Linked DNA regions of Mus musculus: regions 1, 3, 4 and 5 are each linked to region 2. A link is a contact called in public Hi-C, HiCAR-type and HiChIP or PLAC-seq data. All regions are on one chromosome and are shown on one strand. Each heading gives the region's core, a stretch centred on a gene start, on an enhancer-like site or on the middle of the called end of the contact. The rest is flanking DNA. Distances are from core to core; before and after follow the strand shown.

The links. Hi-C and Micro-C count contacts between places; a contact is called where the count stands out from the background. HiCAR-type assays count read pairs that join an accessible place to other places. HiChIP or PLAC-seq counts read pairs in DNA pulled down with a chosen protein or histone mark.
Region 1: a contact with region 2 is called in an H3K4me3 HiChIP or PLAC-seq map of stem cell-derived neural progenitor cells, with 20 read pairs. The contact joins the enhancer-like site here to the promoter of Ntng1 in region 2. A contact is called at or near these places in 7 of 39 promoter capture datasets (embryonic stem cells, hippocampal neurons, liver and 1 more), 2 of 115 datasets of contacts at active chromatin or transcription factors (embryonic limb bud and stem cell-derived neural progenitor cells) and 4 of 9 other capture datasets (adipose tissue, embryonic stem cells, liver and 1 more).
Region 3: a HiCAR-type map of astrocytes shows a contact between it and region 2, with 2.7 times the contacts expected there. The contact joins the enhancer-like site here to the promoter of Ntng1 in region 2. A contact is called at or near these places in 3 of 39 promoter capture datasets (cranial neural crest, hippocampal neurons and maxillary cranial neural crest) and 5 of 115 datasets of contacts at active chromatin or transcription factors (astrocytes, embryonic forebrain, embryonic hindbrain and 2 more).
Region 4: a contact with region 2 is called in a FOXA1 HiChIP or PLAC-seq map of pancreatic cancer cells. The contact joins the enhancer-like site here to the promoter of Ntng1 in region 2. A contact is called at or near these places in 3 of 39 promoter capture datasets (the 3T3-L1 cell line, hippocampal neurons and liver), 2 of 115 datasets of contacts at active chromatin or transcription factors (embryonic forebrain and pancreatic cancer cells) and 1 of 9 other capture datasets (pancreatic islet).
Region 5: a Hi-C map of uterus shows a contact between it and region 2, with 4 times the contacts expected there. The contact joins the enhancer-like site here to the promoter of Ntng1 in region 2. A contact is called at or near these places in 8 of 39 promoter capture datasets (embryonic stem cells, hippocampal neurons, liver and 2 more), 5 of 484 Hi-C or Micro-C datasets (cerebral cortex, cortical neurons, forebrain and 1 more), 4 of 115 datasets of contacts at active chromatin or transcription factors (embryonic forebrain, kidney, neural progenitor cells and 1 more) and 2 of 9 other capture datasets (adipose tissue and liver).

The regions. Positions count from the first base shown.
Region 1 is chr3:110,598,371-110,601,070 of GRCm38.p6, reverse strand. No RefSeq gene overlaps it. Among named protein-coding and RNA genes, the nearest start is that of Gm26076, 35 kb to the right of the region's middle. Within about 2 kb of position 1,385, at least 14 of the 459 cell types and tissues checked have an H3K27ac peak or open chromatin away from gene starts, as enhancers often do. A contact at or near this core is called in pancreatic islet and stem cell-derived neural progenitor cells, where this site is marked.
Region 2 is chr3:110,142,125-110,144,824 of GRCm38.p6, reverse strand. Ntng1 (netrin G1) reads left to right here and starts at 1,353. Exons shown (of 8, transcript NM_030699.2): 1 at 1,353-1,925.
Region 3 is chr3:109,682,373-109,685,072 of GRCm38.p6, reverse strand. Vav3 (vav 3 oncogene) reads right to left here. Exons shown (of 27, transcript NM_020505.2): 26 at 2,116-2,267; 27 at 1-1,505. The coding sequence ends at 1,464. Among named protein-coding and RNA genes, the nearest start is that of Gm25681, 180 kb to the left of the region's middle. Within about 2 kb of position 1,337, at least 11 of the 459 cell types and tissues checked have an H3K27ac peak or open chromatin away from gene starts, as enhancers often do. A contact at or near this core is called in astrocytes, where this site is marked.
Region 4 is chr3:109,639,669-109,642,368 of GRCm38.p6, reverse strand. The region is part of intron 20 of Vav3 (vav 3 oncogene); the gene reads right to left. Among named protein-coding and RNA genes, the nearest start is that of Gm25681, 220 kb to the left of the region's middle. Within about 2 kb of position 1,403, at least 7 of the 459 cell types and tissues checked have an H3K27ac peak or open chromatin away from gene starts, as enhancers often do. A contact at or near this core is called in pancreatic cancer cells, where this site is marked.
Region 5 is chr3:110,625,618-110,628,317 of GRCm38.p6, reverse strand. No RefSeq gene overlaps it. Among named protein-coding and RNA genes, the nearest start is that of Gm26076, 62 kb to the right of the region's middle. Within about 2 kb of position 1,362, at least 3 of the 459 cell types and tissues checked have an H3K27ac peak or open chromatin away from gene starts, as enhancers often do. A contact at or near this core is called in uterus, where this site is marked.

The sequences.
Region 1 (2,700 bases), core at 136-2,635, 460 kb before region 2:
GAAATCAGGGACACCATGTAAAGTCCAACCCTAAGAATAATAGAATAAGTAAATTAATTTTTATTATTTTAAATTAATTACTGCAAAAGGAAAACTTGTTCAAATGTAATTAGATTTGCAAGTGGACAATGACAATCACAGAAGGCACGAGTTATTAAATGAAAATTTCTGTAAAAGTCAGGGGATAACTCTCCATGACTAATTGCTCAGGAAGAACCCACAGTTCTCTACAACAACACAACTGTTTCTTATGCTTGTCCATCATAATTACATGGGAAAGCTTGATTGCTGAAGACATCACATACTTTTGCTGCAAGCCATAGAGAAAACAATCTAATCCTGACAAGGAAATTTCCTACTGGCTAGCTTACATCCTCCCAGAAGGTATTATGCATGGTGCCTAGGGAGAAAGGCCATCAAGAGTATCATGCACTGCTATATCCTGGGTGTTTCATGAAGGCATGATGTGCCCTCTGGTACAATATGGGAATGAGTATTATGGGTTAACTAACCACTTTACCATTGAATTTAAGGACTGTTATGTAAGAGGAAATTTCATCCAACACAAAAATCTTGGTCAAAAGCACTTGGCTGAGAATGTCATAGGCCCTAGGGTGAAACTGCTTTTGTTTTTTTGTTTTTTTTTTTTTTTACTAACTGGCCATACCATTAAATCGCCTTCTTCTTATTTATGCTTGTACCCAGCTCAGTTCTAAATCACATGAAGACCTTTTTATTTCCCACAGTGGACAGCAGTCAATGGAGAGATGAGTAACTGGTCAATGTACTAAAAATAACATACTGACTGTTCAGCCCAAATATTCTATTGGTGACATTTCAATTTCACCAATAGTAATATCTATCAGAGTCCACTGGACTATAGATGTTTAATTTGCATACTTGTAGTCAAGCAAAAATTTTACCTCAAAAAAAAGTACTGTATATTTGTAGAGGAATGAAAATGAGGCATAGAAAGACAAACATTTTTTTTTAATTTTAGAAAAGCTTTGAAGTTAGAGAAACAATTTTAAAAATTCAGAGCACCACAGTTTCCTCTCTACCCAGTTTCTCCTGTTTCTAGGAGCCTAAATGAGTGTGTGCATTTGTCACAACTTGTAGCTAATGCTGAGATGTTAGAAACAATTCAAGTCTCCTTTTTACTCTTCCCTTCCATGTTTGTCTTAACACTTTTCTTCTACTTCCAAGTACCAAGGTATGTATAGCCACACATTGTTTTAAGCTCCTGTCTGTTGGGCTTAAGTCTTCTGTTGTCGGTGGTATCTTTAACAGTTTCAAGGGCTCCAGGGAACCATGGAGTTGGCTTAGCCTATCTGCCTTGAGAGGCTTGCATCAGAGGTTTCTCACTCCTTGGTTCCTAGGGAACACTGTGCCTTCCAGTTACTGAGTGACCAAATGATGCAATCCCTCAGGCAGTGTAGTGTTCAGGCGGCTTTGTGTTTCTATGAATGTTCCCTTAGTAGTCAAGGAAGCATGAAAGCTTGACAGGACAATTGGTCTTAGACAATTGTGAATCCTGTATAACTTGCAAATGTCATTTGTCTCCTGGCAACTACAGCTGAATTATTCCTGGAAATTGCCATTATATTCTGTTTCTTATAAAGCTATAAAAGGCTGATTGCTCTCAATAAAATTGTCACAGCCTCAGTTGTTCTATGGCCCCTCCAACCCAGCTTGAGTCCATTTCAGTCGACCATGGCCTGGTAAATAAGAACAGGCACTTACAAAGGGTGAATCGTCATTAACATTGGAGAGTGATCAAGATTTAGGCCTATGCAAATGGATGGACCTGGAGGGCAACATCCTGAGTGAGGCAACCCAATCACAAAGTAACTCACACAATATGTACTCACTGATAAGTGAATATTAGCCCAGAAACTTAGGATACCCAAGATATAAGATACAACTTGCTAAACGCATGAAATTCAAGAAGAAGGAAGACCAAAGTGTGGACACTTTACCCCTTCCTAGAAATGGGAACAAAACACCCATGGAAGGAGTTACAGAGACAAAATTTGGAGCTGTGACAAAAAGATGGACCATCTAGTGATTGCCATATGCAAGGATCCATCCCATAATCAGCTTCTAAACGCTGACACCATTGCACACACTAGCAAAATTTTGCTGAAAGGACCCAGATATAGCTCTCTCTTGTGAGACTATGCCGTTGCCTAGCAAACACAGAAGTGGATGATCACAGTTAGCTATTGGATGGATCACACGGCCCCCAATGCAGGAGCTAGAGATATTACCCAAGGAGCTAAAGGGAACTGCAACCCTATAGGTGGAACAACAATATGAACTAACCAGTACCCCGGAGCTCTTGTCTCTAGCTGCATATGCATCAAAAGATGGCCTAGTCAGCCATCACTGCAAAGAGAGGCCCATTGGACTTGCCAACTTTAGATGCCCCAGTACAGGGGAATGCCAGGGCCAAAAAGGGGGAGTAGGTGGGTAGGGAATTGGGGGGGGTGGATATGGGGGACCTTTGGGATAGCATTGAAAATGTAAACGAGGAAAATACCTAATAAAAAAATTAAAGAAAAGAAAAAAAAGATTTAGGCCTATGAAAATGTATTTCTCTTGACTGGAATGTAGTATGGTGCTGAATCATTTTCATGGCACATTGTATCTAGGCTCTATACTCACAAGTGAATATTATTTTGATGAAAGTATTTAGGA
Region 2 (2,700 bases), core at 104-2,603:
CCAGCCATTGCTGGAAAATGTCCCTGCCTCTTTTAGTTGCTTGCCTTCACTTTGGGGTATTTAGCTAGTGACCCGATGCTCACAGGTACCCATTTCTGACCCTTTGTTTTACACTGAGTGAACACCTCTACTCCAGTGTCCCTAACACACACACACACACACACACACACACACACACACACACACACACACACACACACACGAGCCCCTTGTCATCTTACCCCCACCAGCCTGAGAAGCATCTTGTCAGTTCCTCCCTCAAATCCTTGAACCACAGAGACAGGTTGCTGTCAAATCCAATCACAATCAGGTGTTAGTCAAGACAGCTCCTTACATGGCTTCTTCTCTTTGCTGTATAGGAAGATCCCAGGTTGGGGAGTGCCATTAAGATGCCTATGTCTTTTCCTCATTACAATGTCCTTTTTCTAATTAACATCTCTCCCTTCCTATGTAAGTCGGATTGGTTTGCAGTTCACATTAGAAAGTAGCTAGGGGGAATCTTAGGAGAGTCTGAGACGTATTAATGGGAGAAGGAAGCCCTGGGGCCAGGTGGCTTTTGTCTGTCATGGGGAAAAACAAGGATGCAGTTGATGCAGAGCTCCTACTTGGACTTCAACTTTTTAAAGTGGGATAGGTTTCACACCACGGAGGTCCGAAGCTCTGGCTCTGCAAACTAATTCCAAGTTAAAAAATACCACCCACCTTGCTCCCAGTTAGGGTGAAGAGGGTGCGCTCCGTTGTGTGCGGGGAGGTAATGCAAGAGCAGAGGGGAGGGGGCAGAAGTAGAGGGTAAAGGGGGAGCCAGTAGCAACCGTGCTTCTGAGTATCAACAAAGATAAGGCTGTGTGTGGTCTTGTCCTAGTAGCTGGAGGTCCCTGCTCAGTGGCAGCGGTGGTGGCCAGAGCAGCAGCAGTAGAAGCAGCGAGCGGGACGGAGTTAGGACCGCTCGGAGCGCCCAGGTCTCGAGGTAGTGTAAGGTTTTTTTGCAATCCTTCCACTCGCTGGCAGTTGCAGAAGATCTGCTTTTTAAGTGAGAAGAACACGCCACCCCTCCGAGGGCTGCGGCTTCCTGGGGCTGTTTCGTCGCTCGTCGCTTTGCGGGCCCCTGGCGCTCACTCTCTAATTCGTCCGCGCCCCTAAGTTTGCCGAGAGCTGGCTGCGGGCTGGGAGCAGGGTCCCGGCCGGGCGCCGCGGGCGGGGGCTGGGTAGCGGCGAACCGCAATCCCGAAGCATCTTGGGGCCATGTATATTTCATCAAACGGACTTTGGGTGCGTCGCGTCTCGCAGCCATCAACGCTATGTTCAGTGACATTTCTGACTTGAGTGGAGGAATGCGCGAAGAAAACCGGGGCGAAATTGCTTCGAGAGGATCTTCTTGGCGCCAAGGCTAATTGTCCTGATTTATGTCGCTTCTGACAAAAAAGAAAAAAAAAAAGACCTAACGTCTTCATCTGAAATAAAATGAAAGCGGTGCCAAGCGGGATAGAGCCGCCTGGCTGCTGGTTCTGATCCCCTGGGATCCAGGGGGGGAAAATCGTTCTGCAGCTTAAAAGAAAAGAAAGGAATAGAAACAGAGAAGAGAGAGAGAGAGAGAGAGAAAAAAAACCCACAGTAAAAGTTTAAGGCGAGAAGTGGTGGCGGCGGCGGCGGCGGCGCGGGGAAGCTGCGAGCGGAGAAGGTTGCCGAGACCTCGGAAGGCGGCGATTTGGTTCCTAATCCCACTGTATTTTTGGAGGGAGAGGCACCTTTCTCATCCTCCCTTCCTCTCCGCCCACCCCTCTCCCTCCCCCTCATCTACCTGTCAAAGTCACTGATCTTTTGCATTTTGGAAGAGGACGTCAACGGGAAGGAATTCCCCCTGTCAGGGTCCCGGCTCCGAGAGGGGGCGACGCGCGACAAGGCTGCCCCAGGGGCAAGAGACCAAGGTAACCCGGGCGGGGGACTCCGGGCGCCGGGTGCTATGGGGTCTGGGGTTGTGGACTCCTCCTTCCCGCCGCCAACAGGGTGCTTGCAGGGCGGGATACCCCGGGGCTACGGTGGCAGCGGCTCAGGTCCACACCCGCCGCGTTCCCATTCCACCCGCGCCCCGTGCGCCGCCAGTGGGTCCCCGGAGCCGCGGTCTCCGCCCCACGCGGGACCAAGCTGGGCAGGGGCGCCGCCCCGCGCCGACGGCTGGCCTCCCGCCCCGTGGAGGGCCAGCGGGGGGCCCGGGTAAGTGCAGCTGGCTCCCCTCTCCTCTAGCGACCCGCGCCTTTCTGGGTGGCTCTTCTCCATCAGTTCCCTCCCTCCTTCTATCCCTCCCTCTGCCAACCCCCGGTGCCCACCGAGGGCGGGAGGGGAGATCCGGGTGGGCGAGGAACTTTGGAAAGCGCCTTAAGGAGGTAGAGCGGAGCCTGTGCGCACTCCAGAACTCGCACCGCTCACACCCACACTACATCCCAGGCTTGCGCCCAGCACCGGGTCGCAGGCTGTTGCATCCTGAGCCTCCATCCACCCACCCGCAACGCGCAGCGCTCTGTCTCCCACACACACCTGACCACACGCATCGCACAAGCTTTGTCTTTTTCTTTTTTTCTTTCTTTTTTTTTTTAATTTAAATTTTCTTTTACCAGTTTTCTCATCTGGGGAAAAAATAAATAAAAACTTGCCTTGTTGCTCGCCCTGTGGAGAGCTTTGAAGTCCCTCTTTTAATCTCCTTTA
Region 3 (2,700 bases), core at 88-2,587, 460 kb after region 2:
AGCCCCCATGGGGTCTCTTCCAGGTTCTGGCACTCCTGTGAGATGGGAGAGAACAGGTTGTCTCAGCCCTTACATGTAAGAGGTGACCAAGAAAGTCTGGTACAAGAGAAGCTTCTAGATCACTTGTAAGATAAAAATACATCTTTTTTTTCCCCAAGAAGAAACATTTTCAGAAGCTTGTCAGAACACAGCTACTGCTACCAAAGAAACACTCCACCATGGAAGAGCCGAGTTGTCAGCCTGGGCTAGGGACCCCATGCATCTCAGGAGGAAGATACTGAAGACTCCTCATGGAACACAGTGAAAGCTTAGAGAAAGAAACATGCTGCAAGGTGGATCTTCCTACTGATTAAGACATAGCTAGAAAGGCATCAGAAGGACCAACAGAGCAGGCAGGAGGACACGGACATCAGGTGCCCTTCCATCCGTCTCAGAAAGAAATGAAGGACTCGGGCTGCCTTTCTTCCCAAATCCTCAATAAAGCTCTTTTGTGCTACTATTAAAAAAAAAAAAAGATTGTAAATCAGCAAATCTGCCCTGGGTCCTTCTAGAGAGAAGGAAAAGGCTTGTGTTAATAGCTATTGCAGCTATACAGTGATGTCCTGTGGATTGATTACAGTGCTTGATCTGTCTCTGTAAACACCTCTACCTTTCTGGGATTCCTGGCAACTAAGCATGATCTGGCCGGCCATGATTCCCTTTGTCAAGCACGACATTTCCAAAACACTCCACGAAATCACGAAAGCTGTGAAGCTTTAACACAAAGACACCTCCTTTCATGTGCTTCTCTTTTTCTTCTTCATAAAGAAGTGTGGAAATATAATCAGGACATCAAATGAATAATTAAAACCCTCTCTGTAATTTATCACTTATGATGCAAACCTGAGCATGAGCCTCTTTTTTGTTATCATGAGTAACATCTGGGGATAAAAGGGTTTGCCAGGCAGTGAGTCACCTGTTGAACAATTTAAGACGAGAAATGCTGGATCTTTCCAGCAAGCTGGATCTTTCCCAGATGGCAGGCTCTACTTTCTCTTCATGCTGGGGAAAAGCAAAATTAAACTTCTGTTTCTTTGTATCATCAAAAACTGTGAGAACAAAGTAAATATGCAAAAAGCGTTTCCTAATGGCTGGATCCATGGTGTCTGGCCCAATGAAGTAAGAGAAAGCTAAACTGATGGGTTTGCTGGACTCTTTGGGGGTAGAAAAGCCATTGGTTTTGCCCTGGTTCCTGACAATGACAGACTGGCAGGCTGTTTCTTGCACTGCTCTAGGCGAGCCATTAATCTGTCAGTACCAGCATCTTTAGAAATCCCAGCATTAAGACTTAGGAAGAGAAAAAAAGAGGGTGTTGAACAGCCAAGAACGCTGCTTTTTAAACACTTCAGTTAACTCAATGCCGTGCAGGCTTCTGCTTATGTTGTCTTTGAGATTTTAGTGCAGGGTCAACACTGGATAGGACTTTATTCATCTTCTTCCACATATGTGGATGGAAACCAGCCCACCTATGGAAGATAAGGAATGGACATATTAACACCTCTACTGCTTCAAAGGATTCTATAGACAGAGAATTCCTCTTTTTCCTAATACTCTAATTATGCTGGGGTTTTATGCCCACTGTAAGAAGACTGCCTTAACAGCTAGGATAGGCCTCATAGAGATAGTGATAGCAACTAAGTAGTAAAAGGAGCTTAAGCCAGGCTCAAATCCATCCACTAGCTCACAAATGAATATATACATAGGGGCAATATGGGGCTCACCATTATGATTCTCATCTCTTTTGTAGCACAGGATGTAGATGAAAAGCAGAGGTACTCTATCCCAGTCTTTCTAAGTGGGATTGGGAGCTTTTGGAAATGCTTGGCGCTTATATAAACTGCATGCCCCAGTACTTAGCTCCTGGGAAAAAAATCTGAAATGCTCCTCAACTCTTCTGATGTGCTAGTTAACTCTTGGCCCCCATTGTATTGACTCAATCCATTTTGAATAGTAATGCATGCCTCCAGCCCCTTGAAGCCATACCGCTGAAAGGACAAGTCTACAACGTGACAGCTGCCAGTGACTGTCCAGCTCTCTCATTCACAAAGAACTGGGACAATCAAAGGGACGACTCACCCTGCCATTTACTTCACCTCTCCACCAGCCATTTGCACTCATCTTCGTGTAAATCTTCACCATGTCTCCTTTCAATAGGGAGAGCTCCCGCATATCTCTTGCACAGAAGTCGTACCGAGCGATGGCAATACCCAGTACTTTGGGACTCAACACTGTAAAGAAACAACACAGAGTCGGAGTCAGTGTGAAGTTGTGATGCATCCAGCCATCAGAGCCTAATTAGACCATTGCCATTGGTGCTATCAAATGCAGAGCCATGACTTCCTTATGGATTGGTGACAATGTCAACAGGAGTTTGAAAGCAGCGCAGTTGCTGTTTCAACCCAGTCCGGTGTGATCAGGTTCATTCCAGACAGTTAAGTCACCACTGTTCTGCTTTGGACTCTCTACATAAAGCTTCTGTCAAGCCAAAGCCAAACTAAAATGACTATGTGAATGAATGAGGTACCTTTAACATTAACTTACAACTGAGGGCACTATATTCTGTTTCTCAATAGAACCTCTGGGGTGAAGCTTTCTGGCAACTTCCTTGGCTAAATTCTGAGCAACTCAATTCCGAGCTCTGATACAGTATGGGAAATTAAT
Region 4 (2,700 bases), core at 154-2,653, 500 kb after region 2:
TAGGTAGTTAAATCAAATAATTGTGAGCACTATTTTTTATAATCATTGTGGTGAGCTTCATAAAGACAAATAATGAAACAAGTGCCCAAATAATGAGAGGGGAAGTGAGCAGGAGAGACCAGTCAGAAACTGGCATCTACTAACAGGTGATCTGTGGTTTTAGCTATGGCCATATTGTAACTGCCACATTCTGTGTGACATATGTCTGAGCTAGTTCTTAAAATACATAGAAAGGTAGTGTCACATGAAGGGTCACCAAAATAGCTTGCTTTGTTTCCTAGTCTACTATAAAAAGCTGCACAGATATAGACAAGTCACAGTGGTAAGCAATAATGACAAGATTTCCCATAAGTACCTCATCAGGGTATTTCAAAGATTGAAGAATTAATATGTATGGAAGCCATTTGAAGATGCTATGTAGTCATTTTCTCTTTTATCTAAAATATTGTTTTCAATTACTCTCAAATTATTCTTTTAGATTTTCACTTTAATAAAACAGAAATGCCTAAATTGATGTATAACCCCATTATCCCACTGGTATCCAGGCAAATATACTAATTCACAAATAGCATGGACTTTCATTATCATGTTCATTCTAATGGCCAGCCTATGTTCTGGAGAGGTCTGTGCTGTACACAGCAGTTTTATTGTAAGCAAACATATTCTTTCATCAGTCACTGCCTCCTCAACAGCTATTTTCCTGCCAATGCACACTGGCAGGAGTCAGACACTGTTGTGCAGAGTAAGTACCTACTGACCACTGCGAAGACCCCCAAAGTCTGCATGTACACACACAAAAGAACACAAAAGCTGCCCATGTTGGCTAGTGTATGAATTTCTTAAAGCTCCTAAAATGAAATAAAGACTTGAAATTCCTATTCCTGATGTTGGTCACTTCTACATAAGGAACAATTTTAACTTAGAGTTCTGTCAAACTTCATCCTTGGGCGCCATCTTTGAAATCATGCTTACTTTCAATTGGTATAGGTTGGTTATTAGATCCAGTCATCAAAATATATGGCAAAGAACACAATTATAGCTGATAGTTTTTCTAATGTATACAAAAGTGTTTGTTTTTACTCCATCTATGGAATTTTGGCTAATGAGAGTGAAAAAAAAAAAACAGTTAAAATCAAAAGTTGTAAAATGTACACTGAGAAAAGGAAAAAAAAAAACTACTATAAAACCAGAAGCTGCATTGCTATACTTCTTAGATGGGAGAGGAGTGTAATGGTGATATATTCCCCCTGCTATATTTGGGAAATGTCTACAGAGAGGTCTCTGTATTTCTCCAACAAGAAAAGGAGCTCCCGGCAGGTTATTTGTATCTTGAGGTGTTCCTTCCAACTCTTACTGGGTAATATGTACATGATGCAATCCTGACTCATATTCTCCCGACAGTGTTATTTTTTTTCTGGCAAAATAAACATTAAGTTTCTTTGATGGAAGAAAATTAGTCAGCAAAGTAAATCCAAATAGAACAACCAAAACTCAAGTAGTTGCTCAGTCCGAATCTGCAAAGAAGAGCAGGATTTGGCCACATTTTGGAAAGCCCCCTACTTGGAGAGAAGCGATACCAGCTCCAAGTTCATCGAGGCTCAACAAAGCCCCAAAGAAATTTGTCATTTCTTTTGTTCTTTCTAAGAGTGGCCAACAAGAACCTTGGTTTTTCTAATCAGAAGCAAGCACAATGGAGATGCTCTTAAGTCCTGGTTTTCTGTGTTCAATGTTCATGCAACGTTGGACACTTTTAAAGGAATTATTTTCTCCTGAGAGCAGAATTAGTGCTGTGATGAAAAGGTTGATCTTTCAGTGTTTGCACTGCATTGTGCTGGGCAGGTGAGGGATATAAATAAATAGGTGTGGCCACTGTTCAAGTATCACTTGATAATGCCACCTTATCAACAAATGTCTTTTCCACTTTTAATATATTTTCACAGAATTCTATGGGCTTTCAGACCACAACAAACTTATAGAGTAATAATTGGTTGTGATCAGGGCATTTGGAACCTGGTTGTCTGTTCCTGGCCTTCTGATTTTAAATAAGTCACTCAGTTTTTTTCTCAGTTTTAATATCTTCCTCCAAGAAGCAAGAGAATTGACCAAAGGATTCCCAGGGTTTACAGTACTAGGTACCTCTCACAAGTTCTACAGTTTCCCAGTTAGTTATTGTTGCACCCACAGTGTTTGGATCCAAAACTTGTTGACAAATCATATTAGGGATCAGTAATTTAATCTGATAGCATTTATGGACAGAAGATAAGAACTTCCTCCCTTACTTTCATGTTGACTAATTATGAAATAAGTATTTACTGAAGGGCGTGGGACTGGCTTGCTGGGAAATAGATATGATCACCACTTCTTTAGGTATTTGAATCATAAATAACTAAAATTCAGTATATTACAAATTCATAAATCATTTGGTCCAACGTCTGAAGAGGATGTACACGTTCCGTCAATGGCCATGCCAGAGGCAATTCCAGACTAACAGCACATTGAATGTACTTTTTGATTGACATTGTCTTTCAGTAATTGTGCCAGAATATAGCTTACATGGCAGTAACATAACAGAAGAAAAGGACAACAGAATTTCTACTTAGGTGGAGGTAGCCTCCTCAAAGTACAGGATAACCAATGCTTTGTCCTACACACAATCCAGTAATGCAAGTAGAAATGCAAGTAAGAAAACTGACCAAGAGT
Region 5 (2,700 bases), core at 113-2,612, 480 kb before region 2:
ATTATACACATAATTGAAGGTCAAAAGAAGGAGAATGTTTGAGAGTAAGAAGGAATTTGATGAAGCAACACTGGACACCAAAATAAAAGTCTTTTATAAATTTAGTAGTGCAAAATGAGCAGATGCACACCCACCCATCACCAAGGAGAGAATTTGAATCAGAAAGAGCTAAGTCTACACTCATGTGAATTGCATATAAAGTGGCATCTCATGTCAACAGGTGAGAAATGAGTTAGTAATCGATAATCAATTCAATGTAAAAGAATAAAAGAAACTGTGCTCAACATTTTGTTATATTTTTTAAACCCAAGAAATAATAACATGTTTATCTGATGTTCTAGCTTACTTTTCATTGTTTATTGGTGTCTGGGTTTAAATGTTGAGTGCTCCCCTTTAGCACTGATATTTAAAAACCTTGGGCTTTAAAGGGATCCATAAGCCATGCCACACAGTGGTTCACTTTTCATTTGGTTTATGTCATCACAAGACACACCAAGTATAACCTCCTCTCTGGTTTAACCTTAAAATGGAATTCCAAAGAAATACATTCATGTTGCAAAGATTTTTTTCCCTTTTATTGAAAATAGAGGGTTTTTTTCCTCACATAATACATCCTGATTAAGGCTTCTCTTCCCTCTACTCCTCCAAATTTCTCCCTACCTCTCCACTCATCCAGATCCACTCCATTTCTGCCTCTCATTAGAAAATAAACAGGTTTCTAAGGGACAATAATAAAATAAAATAAGATAAAAACAACAACTAACACCGGACAGTAGGAGAAAACCAAACTAACAGTAGGAAAAGAGAAAAAGAAAAGGTACTAGAAATGGGTGTGGATGCAGAGACCCACTCATTAACACACCTGGGAATCTCATAAGAACATAACACTGGAAAATATAATGTATATGTAAAGGACATGTAGGAAGAGGGAGGGAGGAAAGGTAGTAGGGGAGAGAAACAGAGAGAGAGAGAAAGAGAGACACACAGAGAGAAACAGAGAGACAGAGAGACAGAGAGTCAGAGAGAGAAACACACACACAAAGAATAGATGATGATAGGTAGAGGATAGATACATAGATAAATAGAAACAGATAGATAGATAGATAGATAGATAGATAGATAGATAGATAGATAGATAGATAGATACATAGATACATAGATAGATACATAGATAGATACATAGATTGATAGGTGATAGAAAACGGAAAAAAAAAAAGCCCTGTAAGCCCTCACAAGACAAGAAGTCTTCAACATTACTGTTGAGCTTATTTTTATGATGGTCATTTAATAAGAGTAGTGTGTTTCTCCAGTGAAACTCCCTTAGAGAAAGCCAACTTTTTTATTTGCTTCGCGTAAAGGATAGGGACATGTGTCTAATTTTCCTTTCAGTTCTAGGCCCCCATCTGGTGCAGATCCACGCAGGCCTGTGAGTTTATATGTTCACTGATCCTGTTGATTTAAACCCCCTCAGCAGGCGGTCTACAACTTCAAGAACAACAATAACAACAACAACAACAACAACCAGGAAGGGACAAAAAAGAAATAGGAAGAGTAAAAAGAAGGAAGTGAGAACAAAATCTTTATAGAAAACAAGCGCCGTCAACTAAAATGAAATACACAAAGAAACTAAAGGAGCAAAGGGGTGTGAAATGTATGGCAAACTGTGAGTTATATACAAAACATAAAACGCCTCAGAACAAACAAGACAGAGTTTAACCCACTTGTGAAAGTTTTATGGCTAAGAATACAAAGATTTGACAAGGTCAGAACTGCACTCACTTTGATGAGTAAATGTATACTGCTGGGCTCCCAGCCCAGCCTTCCTGTTGCCTGGAGATGACAAAGCACAGGCAGAGGGAGGGAAAGGACATTGCCAAGGAGCAAGGCAAGCAGAGCATTCTCTGGCCTTCCTGGAGCTTATACAGAATTAGTGTCAAAAATCTGTATCAAGGGTTATGTTGCCTTTAAAATGTAATTTTATATACAAATTTTACTCTGAAAAATAATCATAGAGGTACATGAAAAACACTCTACAAACTATTACTTGTGAACGATGAGCTACGGTGAGTATTCAACATTAATAGATGGATGAAAATATTTATAATCAAGCTTATATAAATGGTTCAGTAATAAGAAAGATTATTTACAGAGGTCCTTGTTTCATTTGCCAGCATTCATGTCCAGGAGAATCACAGTAGCTTGTACCTCTAGTTAACAGGGACACTTGAATTCACACATGGACACAACACACACACTACAATTAAATTTTTTTAAAAGATAAAAAAATCTCAAATATAGAATTAAAATAATTAAGATGTGTAGTGAGTTATAGAAACAGAAAGAAAGCTATATACAGACACAGACTTTTGTTTGTATTATATATGTAAAGATCCTTGAATGCACTATGTTTTTAAAAACTTATACTTGGAATAAAAGCAAACATTCATAGAAATATGTCTGATCAATCACACAGAAAGTTTACTTGACATATCTTAGTGAGTGCCTCATACATAAACTGTAGTGTGTACCTCATACATACATAAGCTGTAGTGTGGTGCAATGGCTACAAGGTTCAGTTTAAGAAAGAGGATATACATTTCTTGATATATCAAATATATTTAATAAATTTAATTTATGTGCATTTAATAAATACCTTTCTTAAATATTGTAAATACCTAAGGAATATTATTTAAGGAGAAT